2 separate regions of the Macaca mulatta genome follow, and region 1 is linked to region 2. Evidence: chromatin contacts called from public Hi-C data. All regions are on one chromosome and are shown on one strand. The core of a region is the stretch at or near the end of the contact, and the rest is flanking DNA. Distances in the headings are between cores, read along the strand shown. Region 1 holds the start of MAML3 (mastermind like transcriptional coactivator 3). Region 2 overlaps MAML3 (mastermind like transcriptional coactivator 3).

What was found. A called contact is a pair of places that touch in the nucleus more often than the background predicts.
Region 1: a Hi-C map of fetal cortical plate shows a contact between it and region 2, with 5 times the contacts expected there. The contact joins the promoter of MAML3 here to the enhancer-like site in region 2. A contact is called at or near these places in 5 of 14 Hi-C or Micro-C datasets (blood, fetal cortex germinal zone, fetal cortical plate and 2 more).

Annotation. Positions count from the first base shown.
Region 1 is chr5:149,024,858-149,029,008 of T2T-MMU8v2.0, reverse strand. MAML3 (mastermind like transcriptional coactivator 3) reads left to right here and starts at 2,339. Exons shown (of 5, transcript XM_001088303.5): 1 at 2,339-3,724. The coding sequence starts at 3,257.
Region 2 is chr5:148,607,534-148,612,056 of T2T-MMU8v2.0, reverse strand. All of the region lies in intron 2 of MAML3 (mastermind like transcriptional coactivator 3), which reads left to right. Among named protein-coding and RNA genes, the nearest start is that of MGST2, 63 kb to the right of the region's middle. Within about 2 kb of position 2,811, at least 26 of the 40 cell types and tissues checked have an H3K27ac peak or open chromatin away from gene starts, as enhancers often do. A contact at or near this core is called in blood, fetal cortex germinal zone and fetal cortical plate, where this site is marked.

The DNA of each region.
Region 1 (4,151 bases), core at 1,090-3,589, 420 kb before region 2:
CTATTGTTGTCATTTTTTCCCCAGAATGAGAAACTCTCAATGAATAATTAAATTCTGAGTCACAGGAAAAAGCTAAAATGAGAACCCAACTCTCAAACACTAAAGACCCAGTGCTTAAGACCCTCAAATTTGTTGCCTCTGTACATAAAGCTGCAGTCTTGTATGGGTGATGGAGGCAAGTGGAGTAGGAGAAGGGATAACAATTAAACTACAGTGTGGCCAGGCGTGGTGGCTCACTCCTGTAATCCCAGCACTTTGGGAGGCCAAGGCAGGCGGATCATCTGAGGTCCGGAGTTCGAGACCAGCCTGGCCAACATGGTGAAACCCCGTCTCTATGAAAACTACAAAAATTAGTTAGGTGTGGTGGCGTGCACCTGTAATCCCAGCTACTCAGGAGGCTGAGCCAGGAGAATCACTGGAACCCAGGAGGTAGATGCTGCAGTGAGCCAAGATGGCACCACTGCACTTCAGCCTAGGCAACAGAGCAACAAGACACCGTCTAAAAAAAAAAAAAAAAGAATTAAACTACAGTGAAGAGGGAGCAAAGCGAATGCAGAGTCATAGCTTCCCCTCTGTGGCGAAGCCATGTGTTTCCTGAGTTATAGAGATATTATTTAGTGAATATGTGAAAAAGACAAAGGCCACTTTGCTACCTCTTTTTTTAATTTCTTGTAATTCTCTACATATTTTCAGAATCTGAATGGACTCATTTGCTACAGACTTAGTCCAGTTAAATTTTCTGAGACTTGAAGAGGGGCGGTTTGATACAGAAATTTGTATATTAACTAAACAGCCTTCAGAAAAAGTATGACAACGTCAATGAAATATACACTCTCTTAAGTTGGTTTTACTACTTGGAGGTAGCCTCACACCATATTAAATATTTCGCTGCCCATTTTACCATATCCAGTGAATATTAAAAATATTGTTCACTATATAGACCTGATTAATTGAAGAAAAATATAGCCTCTTATCGTTGACATTATGAGGTTAGAAATAGCATCCTATGCTAATCTGCAATGCCAAGAAATGAAGATGGTTTAAATCAGATCTCATGACTAATGCATAAGATCCAAAGTTCTTTATTCCTGGCTATTTTAGACAACTGGGGTGTATTTTTACCCTAAAAACTAATTCTTAAGATTTATTGAAATAATACAAAATGACTTATAATTAACATCTCACAATCAAGATTTATAGTTTACTGATTATTCCAGAAATGATAATTTCCCCATCTTAATTTTGAAAAATATGTATATGCAATGGTTTAAGTCCATATTCAAGAATATTTGATCCTTAGTTGTTGTTATTTTTGTTTTTAGATAATATCAGGAAAGATAATGTGCTTTAATAAAATGGAAAGTTTAGATTGATTTCTGCATTTGCTAGTCCATTTTAATTGTACTTATTGTGAATTCATTGAAATGGAAAGAAATATATCCAGCAATAAAGTAGGCCTGTTATTTTTGCTTGTTTTTGTTTTGGTCATGACAAACTGTGAAATGCTGTGTTTTTTCTATAGTTCTAGTCCATGAAATCTGCAATCTTTCCACTTGATTTACGAAGGACCCTTAATTACTGCTGTCATTAGCACCTAGTGTTCAAAACAGTCTGTTTAAATGTACTGTTAGTCTCACCTCCAAGTCCCTGCTTGCTTTATTTTTTTCCAAGGGTAAGTAAAACAATAATTGACTTAGTAACAACAATCATTATGTACAGTGAATTAAATAATATTACACATTTTTAAGCCTATTTCCATTTATTTAGAATTTGGTACTTGTGTGTTCAGACTGGCCTAGACTTAGAACAAGTGTCCATAAGTAGCGCTGTTACTAGCGCAGACTTATTACTTCGGTTTTAAAACCAAGTCACTCATTTGCCTTTTTCTTTCCACATGGATAGGGATGACAGACAACTGCTGTAAAGCTTCAATGTTTCTGCCTGGTCATGCACATTTCTGCAATATAATGCATAAATGTATAACAACAACTTGGGATCGCTTGATAACCTCCCTTGGAATAAGGAAACCCAACCAGGCGCGTCCCCGCGCACGCGCGCGCGCGTACACAGACACACACACTCACACACGCTCTCACGCACACACACAGGTCAAAAGTTGATTTATTTCTGAGATCCCCCAGAATCTTTCTTCTCCCCGTTGCTGGCGACTCTGGGCTTCTCGGCAGGGCGGTAGTGTGGTTGGGGGCGTGGGAGGGGCGCGGGGCGCCGAGGCGACGGAGGCGGGAGCCGGGTGCTGGAGCGTGCCGCGCCCGCTCCTGCCGGGTGAGAGTCCGGGCCGGGTTTTGCGCCGTGTCCGCGGGCTTGTCTCACGGCCTCCAGCCGCCGCCGCTGCCGTGTTTACTGAGCTCGCGCGTCCTGATATCACTCCGCTGGCATGGAGGAGGAGGAGGAGGTGGAGGAGCGAGAGGAGGAGGAGGAGGCGGCGGCGGCGGCGGCGGCGGCGGCGGCGGCGAGCAGTTGATCATTGTGATGGTGGCAGGAGCAGCGGCGGCAGCGGCAGCCCAGCCGAGCGTTAGGTGCTGCTCTCCGCGCGGCGTTTTGCAAAGGACTTCACCGATCTACTTTTGCAGTCGCCTCGGACTGTCCATGTGTTTACTTCCCCCAGCCCGAGGATTCGATATCTAGGTTCCTGTGAAATGCAACTGAACAGCCAAAGTACTTTGAGAACACGGGGCGGCATAAACACCAAAACTTTTTTGTGGAAGGAAAATGCAATAAGCAAGCTTGCCGTTTTCCGATGCGGTGTGGAGTGAGTGTGTGTCGCGCGTGTCCGCACTGGAGGCATATGCTTGTGTGTGTACATGGGGTGTGTTTTTCGGTACGTAGGGAGAAAATGCTTGCCAACCACCGGAAATCTCCTGGAATTTATTAGAAAATAATGGATTATAAAAAGAAGGCAGGCGAGGAGCGGATCTCCCCTTGAGTTGCAACCCGATTTGCTGCTGGCTCAGTTTGTTGTGATTCTTTTTGTTGATAGGTGTCTGATGGTATTCCGATAACGTTCCCCCCTTTTCTTCCCCTCGAGCTTTTACAGTTTAAAAAAAGGAAACAAAAAACCACCCCAAAATCTCCCCCCCCTTTTTTTTTTCGCCCCGTCGGGATCGCCGTTTCCATCCATGTGCTTGCGTCTCCCCCGCGTTCCACTTAAACTATTTTAATCCTTGGACCCAAGGAGGAGGCTGATAGGGGGGTGGATAAAAAAAGTTCTTCCAAAATAGTGTGCCCGGGGAGCAGGATGGGGGATTTCGCAGCCCCCGCTGCTGCCGCGAATGGCAGTAGTATTTGCATCAACAGTAGCCTGAACAGCAGCCTCGGCGGGGCCGGGATCGGTGTGAATAATACTCCCAATAGTACTCCCGCTGCTCCGAGTAGCAATCACCCGGCTGCCGGTGGCTGCGGCGGCTCCGGGGGCCCCGGCGGCGGCTCGGCGGCCGTTCCCAAGCACAGCACCGTGGTGGAGCGGCTCCGCCAGCGCATCGAGGGCTGCCGGCGGCACCACGTCAACTGCGAGAACAGGTACCAGCAGGCTCAGGTGGAGCAGCTGGAGCTGGAGCGCCGGGACACCGTGAGCCTCTACCAGCGGACCCTGGAGCAGAGGGCCAAGAAATCGAGCGCCGGCACCGGCAAACAGCAGCACCCGAGCAAACCCCAGCAAGATGCGGAGGCTGCCTCGGCGGAGCAGAGGAACCACACGCTGATCATGGTGAGGGCGCACGGGCAGCGGGCTTGCGGCGCGCGTTGGGGGTTGTGGTGGTGCTGGTAGTGGGGGGCGCGTGGAGCTTCTTACATAGGGGTACAAGGGTCTGATTTGCACGGTGGGTGAGGTGGGCTGAAGCCGAAGGGTTAACGTCAACTTTTCTTAGGGAAAAAGCTGCCGTCGCCGCTACCTGTTAATCTGTCAAGGTTGTCAGATTTGGGGAGGAGGGGGCGAGAGGGGAGAAGCCAGTCACGACTGCGAGGGGCGGAGGGAGCCGAGAGGAGCGTCGAAGTGAGGTGCTGGAAAAGTTTACCCCCTTCCCTTTCTTGGATACCGATTTGAAAGAGTGAACCCCTGAGTTGAAACCTTGCTCCTCCTCTTCGCCGCTTCCCACCCCACCTCTAGCCGCGCCGCCTCTCCTCCCCAGACCCGT
Region 2 (4,523 bases), core at 1,562-4,061:
TGCCTTAAACGCAATCATCTTGGGACACAACCATCACACATCACAAAACAATCCTTTTAATCCAATCTTCTTCAATAATCTGCTGAGACAGAGGAGTTTAGATGGGATGGGCCCTTTTGGAGCTCTGCTATGAATTTATTGTAAACACCTCTCCAAACCCACAATAAAAATTGTTCTGGAAAAAGAAAGTTTGTAAAAGAAAACCAAATCTCTGCCTTGACACCTGATCAACTTCAAAGGGAATTCTAAGGTTTTATTTCATTTTGTTTCTTCCTTCCACTTATGGTTGAATGATCTAATCTTATGCCCTTTCTTTAAATGTCAAAGTTGATACCACAGAGGCACCCCAATTTTGGGTACCAGGCAACATATAAAAAAAAATGATGCATATTTTGGTGCTCTTTCAGTTGCATCCTTTGATCCCAAGGGTTTCTACCTTTTTATTCTATGCCCATTCCTCTCCCCACCCCCTTCCCATTTCTTTTTACTCCAACATCCTCCTGGGTGGTCTGCTCAATTTAGACCAGATGCATGTTATGGTCAGTGGAAAAGTCAGAATCCCAGAGACGCCACCACCAGCTGTGGGACATCAGACAAGTTCCTTAACCTCTCAGAAATTCGGGCTTTAAAAAAAAATAAAAAACAAAATGAGTTAAACATACAGGTGAAAGCCCCTAGCAGAGTGTTTTGCAATGAGTAGGTGCCCCATAAGTGTTACATTCTTCATATTTGAAGAATTCTTTCAATCAGAGGGAACTTTCCTCAAATCATAGCTTTCCATAGTTCACCTTATTACACCAGGGACTTGTAGGTCTAGGGATGTCTGATGCTTCCTTAGCAAGGGCATTATGGGGGACTCACCCTTCCTCAGTCATGGGTGTTCCTCAGCCTCCACAGCACAATTGTAACTGGAGCAGTCCCTCCTGGAAGAATTGGCTCCTTTTGGCCCTGGGCTCCTTTCAGAATTCTTGGGTTTGCATTGCAAACATCACTGGCCTGAGCAACCCTCTGAAAATTTTGAGAATTTTGTTCCAAAGCAGGAAACTTCGCAACAGAAACCTAAGCAACTCAGCACCCTGACTTGCTTTTGAAAATGCAGCATTGCAATCTAATCAGGGCACAGGATTATTTGCCCCAGTGATTCTCTATGGGACATCGTAATCACCTGGCGAGCTTGTTAAAACACCTCCAAAAGTTCTAACTCAGGAGGCCTGGGAGGAGCCTGGGAATTTGCATTTCTAACAAGCTCCCAGGTGGGGACTAATGCATTTGATCCTGCAACCACATGAGAACCCCTAATTTAGTTCTTCATTTTTCCCAAATTGCCCATACTTGGAATGAGGAGGTTTTAGAGTATTCGTAGCTATTTCCTTTCTATGGCACTTCATTAACTGTCACCTCCAAAATTTCCATTGTCAGGAGTCTTATGAGTATGGTTTTCATTTCAGAGGGTGGGGACTGAGAGAGGTCACATGGCTTGCCTGAACCTCTGGGAATCACAGCCAGGCGCCTCTGTCTAGCCATCATGGGTGTTCGATTCATCCTGTGCTGCTCAATAACATAAAACTGCTGCGCTCTTTGGCCAAGCAATTGTCACGTTAGCTTTCACCTCTGATATATACTTTCGCCTTCTCAAACTTACTAATAAAACTTTCAATAGTATCTTTGCAGGAGAAAGCCTCTGGATTCTGGTGAGAGGTTGGATGTAGCTATCTTTTGATATATAAAATTTAGTTGAAATCCCACTTGGGCTAAATATTCCTTTCTTTAAAAAAAATTTTTTTTACTTGACCCAATTCAGAGTGAGTGAGTGAGTGTGTGTGTGTGTGAGAAAAGCACAGGTTTTCTGGGGCATCCTTTTTGTTTATGCATTGATTTATTTTTACTCTTTCCTGCCACGAACAATCCTCATCTCTGTCCTCGTGTCCTCCCCAGCCACTAACACACACGATGTGACGGGGCCTGAGAAATGCGCCCGCCGGAGCACACTGCAGCCTCGCGGGCTCCCGAGCGGCGCGCGCTGGCCGAGGACCTCCAGGGCCCCTCGCGGGTCTCCCGAGCGCCGCCGCGCCGCCCCTGCCAGCGCCCGGGACGGCCTCGTGGGCTTCTTTGTTAGGGCCGCCTGCGCCGAGAGGCAGTCTCGGTCCTACCGGGGGCGCACGGGCCCCACTCCTGACTTCTTAGCCGGAGTCCCCTAAGGACTTGTAAGCATATAGGCTCGAGTCGAGAGGCTAAATTAGGCCCCAAGGGACTTTTTCAATAAAACCCTAAATTTCATTTAAGTTGTTCGTAGGCCAAGTGATTGCAAGGACTCTGAGCCGAGGCAGCAGTGCCGGGCCGACCCAAGGCTCGCTCCTTACCGCCCCCTCCCCGCGCCGGCTTTGTGCAGCTGGGGTCCTGGAACCCGGTCCCTCCCGGGCTGTCGGCCCTGGGGTCTGGTGTCCGCCACCCTTCCGCCCCGTTGAGGTCGCCACTGCCCCCCTACCACACTCCCAGCCCTTCCGTTTCCTTCCACGTCCCCTTCCCGCGCCCTCCCCCACCTGAATTCTCCCTCCCCTCCGGCTGGAAGAAAAGTCGGTAATAAGAAACCAGTTCAGTGTCAGTCGGAAGAGGGGGGAAGATAACCCCAGAGATACACGGCAATGGAGAGAGAACTCATTTTGTGTAAAGAGGGCCTAGAGTCACCAGGGAATTCCTGGATTGTCTCAGGCTGTCGTGTGTGATGTCCATCACGCCGTGCGAACACCATCTGCTCGGTATTATGCTCTCAGTTGCCAGGCTACCTGCTGTACGCAGTAACACTTGACTGCCTGGCTCCACGTTCGCAGCGCTCGCCCAGACGCGCGGGGCGGGGGCTGCGGAGGGGCGGGCGGGAGCCCTGATTAAGCCATCTGCGAGGGGAGGGGCGCGGGCGCAGCGGCGGCCGGGCGCGAGGCCGGGCTGACACCACCATCTGCTGGGGCGCAGTAAGAACGGCAGCTGCTCCGCGTTCCCCCGGCGAGGGACGCCTGGAAAAGGCTGAAGCCCTGGGCGTTCTGAAGCCCGTTATCCACTGGGTCCCTGTCACCCCAGCCTCCTCGCCGCCGGCCGTCTTTGGTTCGCCGCCAGCAACGCTGGCCCCTCTCACCCAAACACTATGCATGTTCTTGAAAACACTTCAGAAAAATAAAGCTTCCCTACGCACAGATTTATAAACAACTGGTTGTTCTTGGGAGATATTTTTACCACAACTGTTTTTTGAAGTCAAAAACTGCCTGTTTGGGGGAGGTAAGGGTGCTTTTGACACCTCCTACCTCACTCTAGCCTTTAGAATATTGCTAAGATCTTTTCCCTGGAGGGGAAGATATGTAAAATAGGTTCGTTGGTTTTGATTTCTTTCTCCTCCCTTTATTTTACTGAAGAGTGAGAGGGCTAGGCGAGTAATGAAGATCTATATAGCCAGTTGGATTTTTGAGGGGAAGAAACTGTATTAAGATTCTTGGGAGAAGCAAGGGAGGTCGTTGGGCAAGGAGTGGATTGGAGAACAAGCCAGTAATTACAACTAAAAATACAGCATCATTTGGCTTCAAGGCATTACATTTCGCATGACGAAAGCTCAGCCTGGTTTTCTCTAATTGCACAACACAGTGTGTGTCCTTCTTAGAAACAAGAGCAGTGGCTTGAAATCCTGAAATCTGACAGACTATTTCTCATTAAGCCCTCTTAGACTGGAGGTTAAAAGAAGCCATGTATTATGAAACAGTTAGTGGCCTCGGCCAGCTTAATGTGTAAGGCAAGTCACTGAGTACATCGTCACACTTTGCAATACACCTCAGAGTCTGGGGCTGTAGGCGTCTCTCATCCACTGTTGAATGCCGCAGAGCTTGTTGGGAAAGTACTAAAGATGTTTCATAGGGAAGGCAGTCCTTTAAGAATGTACATAGTGGCTGGGAGCAGTGGCTCATGCTTGTAATCCCAACATTTTGGGAGGCCAAGGCAAGAGGATTGTTTGAGGGCAGGAGTTCAAGACTAGCCTGGGCAACACAGTAAAACCCCCATCTATACAAAGAATTTAAAAATTAGCAGGGCATGGTGGCATACACCTGTAGTCCCCCCACCTACTCAGGAGGCTGAGGCAGGAAGATTGCTTGAGCCCAGGGGTTGGAGGTTGCAGTGAGCTATGATCATACCACTGCACCCTAGCCTAGGCAACAGAGTGAAACCCTGTCTCTTAAAAAATAATAATAATATAATACATACAGCCCTTTCTGCCTGTAGGTCTTCAGTGAGAAGCCTGAAGGCAAAACCTCTAGGAGGGAATTATTTGGGGAAATACATAATCCTGGGAAGTAATAACATGACTATCCCTTTGGGAGGGTTTTTTTTCACACTGTGCTTTTGAAGTATTTCTTTTTGGCCCAGGAAGACAGGGGCAAAAAGCGGTTTGATGTATCATCATCACCCCATTTGCCTCTCTCTTTCTTTTCCCAGTGGAGAGGAGGCTGGGAAAGCAACACTTCTTCACTCCTTACCACTTCCCCAGC